2 separate regions of the Anas platyrhynchos genome follow, and region 2 is linked to region 1. The links are chromatin contacts, called in public Hi-C maps. All regions are on one chromosome and are shown on one strand. Each heading gives the region's core, a stretch centred on a gene start, on an enhancer-like site or on the middle of the called end of the contact. The rest is flanking DNA. Distances are from core to core; before and after follow the strand shown. Region 1 holds the start of NSUN5 (NOP2/Sun RNA methyltransferase 5). Region 2 holds the start of BCL7B (BAF chromatin remodeling complex subunit BCL7B).

Evidence for each region. Hi-C and Micro-C count contacts between places; a contact is called where the count stands out from the background.
Region 2: a contact with region 1 is called in a Hi-C map of skeletal muscle, with 2.5 times the contacts expected there. The contact joins the promoter of BCL7B here to the promoter of NSUN5 in region 1. A contact is called at or near these places in 2 of 8 Hi-C or Micro-C datasets (liver and skeletal muscle).

The regions. Positions count from the first base shown.
Region 1 is chr20:11,416,894-11,422,127 of IASCAAS_PekinDuck_T2T, forward strand. NSUN5 (NOP2/Sun RNA methyltransferase 5) reads right to left here and starts at 2,832. Exons shown (of 10, transcript XM_038165706.2): 1 at 2,671-2,832; 2 at 2,451-2,573; 3 at 2,206-2,380; 4 at 2,022-2,130; 5 at 1,583-1,721; 6 at 1,056-1,171; 7 at 492-670; 8 at 200-404; 9 at 1-82. The coding sequence starts at 2,763. It overlaps TRIM50 (tripartite motif containing 50), which reads right to left. Exons shown (of 6, transcript XM_038165913.2): 3 at 4,820-5,050; 4 at 4,479-4,501; 5 at 4,062-4,186; 6 at 2,979-3,738. The coding sequence ends at 3,131.
Region 2 is chr20:11,571,197-11,576,245 of IASCAAS_PekinDuck_T2T, forward strand. BCL7B (BAF chromatin remodeling complex subunit BCL7B) reads left to right here and starts at 1,722. Exons shown (of 6, transcript XM_038165718.2): 1 at 1,722-1,957; 2 at 2,221-2,296; 3 at 2,551-2,647; 4 at 3,989-4,174; 5 at 4,409-4,488. The coding sequence starts at 1,866. TBL2 (transducin beta like 2) reads left to right here. Exons shown (of 7, transcript XM_027445916.3): 6 at 136-288; 7 at 665-1,235. The coding sequence ends at 1,121. LOC119713268 (a long non-coding RNA gene) reads right to left here and starts at 665. Exons shown (of 2, transcript XR_005260278.2): 1 at 343-665.

The DNA.
Region 1 (5,234 bases), core at 1,582-4,081:
AGGGGAGGCACGGAGGCAACATTCTGCCCCAGGGAAGGTAGCAAGTCCTCGGCAGGGCCAGGATGGGAACACGTTCACTAGCCTACAGCATGGCACAAGGGACAGCGCTGACCCCAAAGCAGCAGAACAGCTGCTGAGGCAGCAACCTCCCAGCTTCCTGTGTTCTGTCCTTCCCCATCGCTTCCCAAAACAAGCACACCTGAAGGCTGAGCCCTGTTCCTGGAGCACTGCCTGAACCACATCCTCATTCTCTTCCCGGTGCACTGAGCAGGTGGAGTAGGCCAGGCGCTGGACCGCCGGGAAGCTCAGTGCATGGCTCAAGACTCTGCGCTGGAAGCCAGCCAGTGCCTGCAGCCGCTCTGCACTTGGGGCAGCTTCCTCCACCAGCAGCCGGTTCACCATCCCTGCAGAGAGCGCTGTAGTCACCCACCAAAAGCCCAGCTTAAGCCTGCTATCTTTGGCAGATGGGATGGCTCAAGCCCCCACATTACCTGAGCCACTGCATGATGGGTCCAGGAGGATGTAGGTCACTTTGCTGTACTTAGGGTCATGGGGATCAACTGTCAGGAAGTCCTGCTGGGCCAGCTTGAAGCTGGTGACACCGGCTCGTGTCAGCATGGTGTTCATGGTGGCCAGGCGTTTAGCATCCAGATCAAAGGCAAAAATCTGTCTGAAAGCAGAACCCAGCACCCAAGAGAAGCATGAACACCCTGCCCAGTCCCAGGGCCATGCTCACCACAGCTGCCACCAGCAGCCCTAAACACCTATCTGCAGGGCAGCCAGAGCTGAGAAGCTGCTCTCCCACATAGGTATACAGGGCAGAGTGCCAAGTCAGCAGCTGGGGCATGACCCTCTATGATTCCACGTCCCCTCAGGCATTCCCAATGACCCAACATCATCAGATGCCCAGCCTGCCTTGGGAGAAGGGAGTGTCAGCCTGAGTCAGCAGGTAAGGTTACAGGCTGTAGCTCTTCCCACCTCAGCCCTGCCACATTCTCACAACTGTGGCCACTCTCAGTCCCTCTGGGCCCTGCCACACACCAGCCTGCACTCACCCCTTGTTCTTCAGTATGGCAGCCAGGTGGCTGGTCTTGTTCCCAGGGGCAGCACAGGCATCAATCACATGGGAGCTAGCAACAGGGCTGAGCAGGAAGGCAGGGAGGCAGCTGGCCTGCAGGAGAAAAAGCCACCCTGAAAGGTGCAGGCTGCATGCACCTTGTACACGAGCTACCCTTGGCCCCTCCTGAGGTCATGTCAGATGCTGTGGGTTCAGAGGTGACCACTGGAACATGGGGCCAAGTCTGCACAGCACCTACCTCTGCTGCTAGAAACCTCTTCCTGCAGCATGGGAACAGCACTGCACAACCCAGAGTGCCATGTTCCTCCCAGCTGCTTGTCAAGCAAACAAGCAAAGCTGGGGGGGAACCCCACAGACTCAGGCTGTGCTCAGAGTTTCTGTTTCGTTCAAGTGCTGCAGCAAAGCAGCCCCAAGTCCAGACCTTAGGGGGAAAAGACAGCCTCCACTCCTGCCTGTGGTTTTCCCACCTCTGCACTGCAGCTTCCTGCTCCCCAGCTCTCTGACCTTATCCTGCAGAATGATGTGTCCTGATGTATAGAGACGGTTGTCGTGGAAGTCAGTCTGCGGAGGGAAAACCAGCAGCTCTGGGAGATGAAGATCCAGTAAGAATTTCTTCCCAGAGAGGGTCCTCAGCTCTTCCATGCTGTCCACAAGGAAAGAGATTGAGCACAATCCTGCTCCACCATGCCCAAAATCAGAACCCTCCAGAGCCCAGGCACAGAAACCCCTTCGTCCCACACCTCCTCTCTCTCCACTTCAGCTCCAGGCAGCACCCAGAGAGGCAGAAGGTAGGAATGGGGAACGTGGCAGCAGAGACCCTGAACCAGCCACTGTGAGCAGCAGCATCGCCCCTTCATCGCCCACCAGCCTTCATCCTGCAGGAGCTCGCTGCCCGCCCACCAGCACCACTCCGACACACAGGCTGGGGCAGGGGATCGCTCACCTGCCTGCCTTGCCCAGGAAGGAGTAGCCCTGGCGCTTGAAGAAGTCCACCACATCGTCCACACGCGTCTTCAGGGTGTTGACCCGGACGTAGCGGGGGACACACGGGGCTGGGGAGCACAGGGAGGGGGGAGTCAGACCCGGCCCCGCCGCCGCGGGGAGAGCCCGGCCCCCGCCCCGCTCACCTCCGGGGCCGGCTCCCGGGCCGGGCGCCAGCAGCTCCTCGTTGCGGCTCACCCCGCGCCGCACCTTCAGCCGGGCCAGCTCGGCCTCCAGCCGCGCCCGGTGCCGCCGGACCAGCGCCTTCCAGCGGCCCCCGCACTTGAGGCCCTTCCCGAACAGCAGGTCGTACACCAGCACCTGCGGGCAGCCGTCAGCGCCGCGAGGCCCCGCGGCCGGCCCCCCCCCCCCTCCCCACGGCCCCCCTCACCTTGGCCAGCGGCAGCGGCAGCCTCCTCTCGGCCCGCAGCAGCGCGGCGCCGTCCAGCAGCGCCTCCAGCACCGGGGAGTAGCGCAGGGTCTCGGCCACCAGCGCGTACAGCTGCCGGGTGTGCTGCGGGGCGGCAGCGGCACCGCGCGGTCACGGGCGCTGCAGCCCCCCGGGCCCCCCCGGACCCCCCCGCCCCGCCCCGCCCCGCCCCGCCGCGCACCGGGAAGCGGCTGCCGTACACCAGCCCGCTCAGGCCGCCCTCGCCGCGCTCCAGCCCGCTCAGGACGGCGGCGGCCGCTCCGTACAGCGCCATGGCCGCCCCCACGCGCTGCCTGCGCCGCCGCCGCCGCCGTCACTTCCGCCGCACGCCTCGGCTCGCCCCGCCCCCGCCCCTCACGGCCCCGCCCCGAGCGCTCGCATCGCCCCGCGGCCCCCGCCCCGCGGCCCCCGCCCCTCCCGCAAGCCCCACCCAGCGCCGGGCCCCGCCTCGGTCGCCCCGCCCCGCCCCGCCCTCACCCTCAGGCCCCGCCCCCCAGGCCCGGTCTCGGCGGGCGGCTCGCAGCGGGCGCGGCGCGGCTCGGGCAGTGCCGTTTATTGAGCGGGGCCGCGGCCGCGCTCCCCGAGGGGCCGGGAGGGGCCCTCCCGCGGGGGGGGGTCCGAGGCTCGCCCCGGCGGCCGCGCTACGGCTCGGCGGGCGCCTCGGGGAGCGGCTGGCGGCACGGCCCCTGGGGGCGCCGGGTGGCGCCGGGGGGGGGCAGGATGATAGGGGGCGAGTAGGGCCCCCGCTCGGGCCAGCACAGGTCCACAATGGGGTAGAGCTGGCCCTGGAACTCCGCCTGGAAGGTGTAGATGGGGCTGAGCTCGTCGGGGCTGTCGGCGTTGTAGAAGGTCAGCTCGCCCCTCTCGTAGTGCAGGTAGATGCCGATGCGCTGCGGCCGGGCGGTCAGGGGAAGGGTGGCCCGCGGGGTGCTGAAGGCCTCGTAGACTTTGCCTTCCTTCAGGCCAATGAGCCACACGCCGTTCTCAGGAGACTTGCTGAGCTTCCCTTTGCGGCTGACTGTGCCCTTGATGATGCCCACGCGCCAGTGGTTGCGGGTGCCCACGATCACCTCCCAGTAGTGTTGGCCACAGGAGAAGCCCTTGCAGGTGAGGATGCAGCTGCTGGAGTCAAAACGCTTGGGGTTGCTATCCCGGCGCTGGTAGAGTCCACATTGCACCACTGTGTCACCCTTGAAGAGTTCCAAGAGGGGATGTGCTGTCACCGGGTCCAGTTTCAGCATCTCTGGAGCTGAAAAGAAAGCAGTCAGCCTCCAGCCACAATAGCAGGTAGGGCTGTGGCTCCAGGTGACGCTGACTCTGCCCTGAGAGCTGGCACAGCCAGAGGGGCTGGTGCTGCTGAACTCTAAGCAGACAAAGTGTTACACAAGAGCAGGCTGCTACCAGCATGAGATGCTGGGCCAGCCACTGCTCCAGGAGCTCTCCTGGAGGTGAGAAGAACACAACTGGAGAGCAAGTCAGAGGCCAGCGTGGTGCCAGCTGGGCAGCCTGTCCCAGCAGCATGTGCCAGTAAGCCAGGACTCCCAGTGTGATGCCAGGTGGGGAGGTTGGTACCTGGCAGGACATGGCGGTGCAGCCGCTTCCAAACTGTCATCTTGATGTCATCTTGGTGGAAACATGGCTTGAAGGAAATGGGGCTAAAGATGCCATCACCTGGGAGCAGGCTGGGAAGCTCTGACCTGGAAAGACATGGGCAGCCATGGCAGAGTTGATGTGTGTATGGCCTCTTCTCACCTTCTACTATGTATGATGGAGCCCCTGGCATCTCCACAGCTGCTCTTGACCTCTTCTGGGGCTGCATGCATGGCTCTGGCCGTGGCTCTCCATCGTGACAGCAACGACCACGGAAGTGAGCAGGGAAGTGTGTCCATGCTAGATTACCCCAGCAATGCTGAGGTGCCCACTGGCTTGGGCTCTTTAGCCCCAGTGCAGAGGTGCTGCTGTCCCCACCGGTTCCATCCCATCACTCACCTGAACTGGGAGGAGCTGTATTTCTGGAAAACACAAGAGAAAGAAAGAGTCAGTGGTGGGAGGCTCGCAAAATGGCACTTATCTGCATGGTCACACCTCCACATATCTGTGCCCCACACCAGAAAGGCCAGGCTTCTCCTCTCCTGGGCCTCTGCCATCTGGGGAGGCCCTGGCTGGACAAAGGGCACTGACATCTCACTTCTCTTGGTATTCTAGCTATGCTTGGTGGGGGTTCTCACTGCTCAGGGGAAGGCCCAGGGCTGTGAGCAGTCAGACGAAGGCAGGAGAGCCTGTCTGACCCTTACCACCTTCCTGAAGCACACACTCGTGAGCATACTCACACGGATGAAATCAAGCTGGTTTTCATTGCTGAGCATCTCCAGAGAGCTATGTATCTCCTTCAGCCTCTGCAGGGCATCTGATGTCTGCTTGACCTGGGACTCAATGGAGGTTATGAGCTGGGCTGCTTTCCCCTCAACGCTCTCCAGGAAGGTGGCCTTCTCCTCATCAATGTATCTGTGCAGCTCCTGGAACTCCTTCCGGATCACCCACTTGAAGACATCTGCCTCGTTCTGCAGGGAGACAGCAAGTGGCTGTGCAGGACTGCATTACTACGTTCCCTTCACCTGCTTTCTGGTTTCTGAGGCGCCAGCGGAAAAGTCTGTGCATCCCAGCAAGCTGCCCTCCACTTCTGTTCCAAATCAAGAGCATCTCTTCACAGAGGCTAAATGTCTTTCCACCTTGCTGGCCTCAGCA
Region 2 (5,049 bases), core at 472-2,971, 150 kb after region 1:
CACCCTGTAGGACTGCAAGTGGCCTCTGCCTCCCTCAGAGGAGAGCTCTGTGTGGCTGTGGCTATAGAGCTCTGTGGCCCAGCCAAAATAACAAATTTGTAACAAATACCCTGTCTCACTCTTTCTTCTACCCAGGTTTGTGGCATCGTGTGGCTTTACCCCTGATGTAAAGGTGTGGGAAGTGTGTTTTGGCAAGAGTGGAGACTTTCGGGAAGTGATCAGGGCTTTTGAGTTGAAAGGCCACACTGCTGGCATACATTACTTCTCCTTCTCTAATGACTCGAGGCGGTAAGTTAGTGTTATTTCACTGCCTGAAATAGCACCATCAGGACACATGCTCACCCCTTCCAGTGTGCCTGAGCAGCTCATCCAAACAGACTGCAGCCCTGCACAGTGTGGGGAAACTCTGCTGTGTGTGTGCTCCTGGGAGCACAGGGAGTGCCTTGGGCCATCTTCGCCTTCCCCAAGGGTTTCCTCCTGGTGGGTGACCGTTGCTGTAGAAAGAAGGATGCATACAGGCATACACAGGTATACACATGCATACAGGCTCACGCTGCCCAAAAGAGCACTCTATCCACAAAGGAAAGGATTCCTTCTTTGCAGATGTGGAAGGGGATTAGGGGGATTTTTCCTTGCAGTCATGTGGTTTATGTCCTGCCTGTAGGATGGCGACTGTTTCGAAGGACGGTACATGGAAATTCTGGGACACAGATGTGGAATATAAGAAGCAACAAGATCCATACCTGCTTCTGACAGGGAAGTGTGAAGTAACAGAACCATGTCACATTGCCCTGTCCCCTGATGCTCATGTCGCAGCCATCTCTTGTGGTACAAGCATTATTGTGTACAACACTCGAAGAGGAGAAGAGGAGGAGCGCTTTGTTGGTGTTCATGGACAGTGCATAACAGACTTGGCTTTTGACACTAGCAGCCGCTACCTGGTGTCTTGTGGAGACCGGGCCATCCGCGTGTTCCACAACACCGCTGGCTACCGGGCGGTAGTGGAGGAGATGGAGACCATGCTGAAAAAAACTTCCAACAAAGCCACCCGAGAGAGACTGGAGCAGCAGATCACCAGTGCCAAGAAAGCACTGGCAGCAATCTATGGCAGGAAGCACTAGTCCTCTTTGCCCACAGTAGCATTTTCCAGTTCCCTGCAGTTGTAGGGAGCAGTGTGCTGCGGCTGGTTTTTAATAACACTGAACAATTTGTAATAAAAGAGCTCTTTGACTGCTCACGCAGAGCCTTCCTTCTGTGCTTTCCGAGTGTGGTAATACAGAGCTGGATGATGCAGGGCTGACGGGGGGTGCGAGAGGCGGTCTCGAAGGGCCTCTGGCTGTCTCCGGCTGCTTGCTCCCACCCAGCGGTCGCTGATGTTGCCGGGGGGGCCGTCGTGGTCTCCCCGCCTTCACGGGGCGGGCTGTTTCCACTCCAGAGAGCCGGCGGCGGTGGGGGCTGCGTGCTGGCAGCGGGGAGGGAGCGCAGCGCCGGGCCGCCTCCCCGGCCCCGAAGCCGGCAGCGGGGAGGGGCGAGGGGGCGCTCCACCGCACCGGGGGCTGGGCGCGGGGACGCCTCCGCGGGCACGGGGCCCCGGGCCGCGGCCCCGCCCCGGGCCGGCCACAGCTCAAGATGGCGGCGGCCGCCTCGCCCCACCTTCGCGCCTCCTCCTCCTCGCGCGCCGGCGGGCGGGGCGAGCCGCGCAGGCGCAGTGCGCGCCGCTACGCTGAGGCCTCCCTCCTCCCTTCCCCCGGGCGCGGCGTTACGCGTTGACGCAGCGCGCGGGGCGGAGGCGGGGCGGAGCCTGCGCATGCGCAGGGTGCGGCGGCGGGTGCTGCGGAGCCGGGGCTGCCGGGGCTGCGGGCGCCATGTCGGGCCGCTCGGTGCGCGCCGAGACCCGCAGCCGCGCCAAGGATGACATCAAAAAAGTGATGGCGGCCATCGAGCGCGTCCGCAGATGGTGAGGGGCGGGGCCCGGGGGGGCGGGGCCTGCCGACCCGCAGCCAATCCCCGTGCCACGCGGCTGTCGGCGGAGCTGCTCCGGGGCCGAGCCTCCAATCGGAGCGCCGCGCGGGGCGGGGGGCGGTGCCAGGGAAGCGGCGGCCAATTGGCGCGCTCGGCCGCTCGGGAGCGGGGGGGGGTTGGAGCGGAAGCGCCGGTGACGGGCGGGCCGCGGGACCAATGGCGAGCGGGCGGCGCGGCGCTGACGGGCGTGTGGCGCAGGGAGAAGAAGTGGGTGACGGTGGGCGACACCTCGCTGCGCATCTTCAAGTGGGTGCCGGTGGCCGACAGCAAGGAGGTGAGCGCCGCCCTGCGGCAGCCCCCCCGCCGGTTTCCTCGCGCTGCCCGCGGCCCTGCCGGCCCCGCAGGAGCCGTCCCGGCCGGGCTCTGCCGCCCCCCCCCCCCCCCCGCCCCGCCTCTTCCCTCGCTCCCGGCGGGCGCCCGCGGGCTGCCGGCACGGGGAGGGAGTGGGCCTGGGGGGCGGCCTCTGCGGGGCGCGTCCCGCAGCCCGGCCCCGTCGCCTCGCCTTGTGCTTTTCTTTCTTTCCTCAAGAAAGAGAAATCCAAGTCAAGCAGCAGCAGTGCCCGAGAGCCCAACGGTTTCCCAGCGGACACTTCTGCCAACTCCTCGCTCCTCCTGGAGTTTCAAGGTGAGCCTGGCAGCGTCTGCTTCCCTGCCGAGCGGGGGGAAGACTCCAAGGCCTTACAGCGGGGGGGGGGTGTTGCTGGCTGATGCGTGCTGCCTGGTGGGAAGAGCAGCACACATCTTCAGCGCGGGGTTGTGCTGTTCTACCTATTCCACTTCTGGACTGTTCCTGCTGAAAATGCTGATTCTTGCCGTCAAAAAGAATCATAATCAGCCGCTTCTGGAGTGTTTCTGTGAGCAGTTTAATGGGGAACTGGAGGAGTGGGGATTCCTGTTCCCACTTTGCAGTCCCTGCTGGGGGACAGATGAGTGGCTGCCTGCAGCTGAGGCCCCTGCTTACTGTAAGGACTGGCACAGACTTTGGGATGAAAGCACAGAGGACCTTTGGTTGCTGCCAGACTGAGGGAAGGCAGTGTAAGATGATAAAGGAGAGGTTTTCTGTGAATGTAATGCTACACCTCCCTTGTTGCTGGATGTGCTGCAGTGGCAAGATGGGCTTGTTTCCTCTTCCCTGGTACTGTTAGCGTGCTTTGGCTGGGTTGGCGTGGTGATTCAGGGTTTTGCTTTCAGACCTGCTCAGACCTTTCCTTGTGGAGCAGCATCTCTGTCCTGCGGGTTGCTGCTTGTGATCCAGGAGTGCTGTAGCAGCGACGAGCAATCTCTGATGGAGCTGATCAGTGCACAAGCCCGCTGCTGGAGCAGAGTGTATGCCTGTCCCCAGACAACACAATCAACCCTCATTGTGGCTAAGGGACATCAGGCATTGTGTTGGTGCTTCCAGTAGATGCAGTTAACAAGCTAGTACTGCAGGTCTACAGTTTACCCCCCATGGAACAGCTTTACCTGGAAAAACAGGATTGCCTTCCCTTGTGGGGCAGGTGTGGAGTCTTGCTCTGATGTTAATTTGCTGCCTTGCAAACAGAAGAGGTACAAAACTCTGGTACAGAAGCAAGAGGCCTCTTGCCCTGAAATGCCCAGGTGCAGGTGCCCACCACAAGCTGCAGACATGAGATTTTGCATTGCAGAGCTTTGTGTCACCCTTGCACATTGTGCTTATTTTTTTTTTCTGAGTAGACCCAGGTTGCTTTCCTCTGCCTTGCTCAGCCTCTCCAGTTCCTTGGGCAGAAGCTCCCTCTCTTCTGTGGGGCAACTGTGGATCTGGTGCTAGTTGTGTCCCAGTGGGGAGTGCTGCATCAAGATGCTCTGACTGTTGATGAGTGACTGTGAATCCTTTGTGTGAATGCCACTGACTGTTCTTCTGTTTCCATGAGCCCTCCATGGCCCTGGATCTCAGTGCTGCCTTTGGTTGCTTGTGCTGCTGGATCAAGGTACTCTTCTTCACTAGGTGCTGTTTCTGCAGATGAGAACAGTAACCAGAGCTCCCTGTCGGATGTCTACCAGCTCAAGGTGGACAGCAGCCCCAACTCCAGCCCCAGTCCCCAGCAGAGTGAGTCCATGAGTCCTGCCCACACATCTGACTTCCGCACGGACGATTCACAGCCACCCACACTGGGACAGGAGACTCTGGAAGGTGGGCTCTGGGACAACTGGGCATGGCTGCTGGGCTGGGAAGAGAGGAGGTGGCCAGCTGAGCCAGGGAGGCAGGGGAAGGCACTGCCGGAAGGCCTTGTGACAGGGCTTGTGTCTTTCTTATAAGGCGGGTGACTGAGGCACCTCTGCTGGAGGTCTCCTTTCCTGGCTCAGTGGGCTGGGTACCACTGTGCTTCTGGGTCTGCACTGTTGTTAACCCTTCTGTTCCTTCCAGAGCCATCCCTGCCTTCCTCAGAAGTTGCAGATGAGCCTCCCACTCTCACAAAGGAAGAACCGGTCCCCCTTGAGACTCAGGTAAGGGAAGGAGGATTGATACCATGTTAAAATGTGCGTGCACCAAACTTGCCCTTTCATCCCAGGGCACCTTTACTATTTCATTAGTTGTCTATTGTAGCAGAAACATCAAGATGTATAGACTTGCTCTGCAGTCCCAAACTGCCCCCAGAAGCTCCCCAAACCTCCTGGCTTTCTGCAGGGTCCTGTGGTTTAGTTCATGTTTTAGGGCATAAATTGTGTGTGGAAAATGTGTGGAGATGGAGTAGAATAATGATTATAGCTGACTCCAGGACTGGGGTGGATTCTCACTGCTAATGCCCAGGAGCTCATTAACAGCTTGGCTCCTGCTGAGGCTGCCTCAGGAAAACTCAGGGTGTCCCCGCAGGGTGAGAGACAGCCTTGTCCAGCAGGTCAGCACGGCCTCGTGGGCGCAGTGAGCTCCTGTCACTGCCAGTGACCTCTGGGTTTTGCAGGTAACTGAAGAGGAGGAGGACTCTGGTGCGCCACCTCTGAAGAGATTTTGTGCTGATCAGAACTCTGTGTGCCACACGGCCTCGGAGAGCTAGCCTGCCCGTCCCT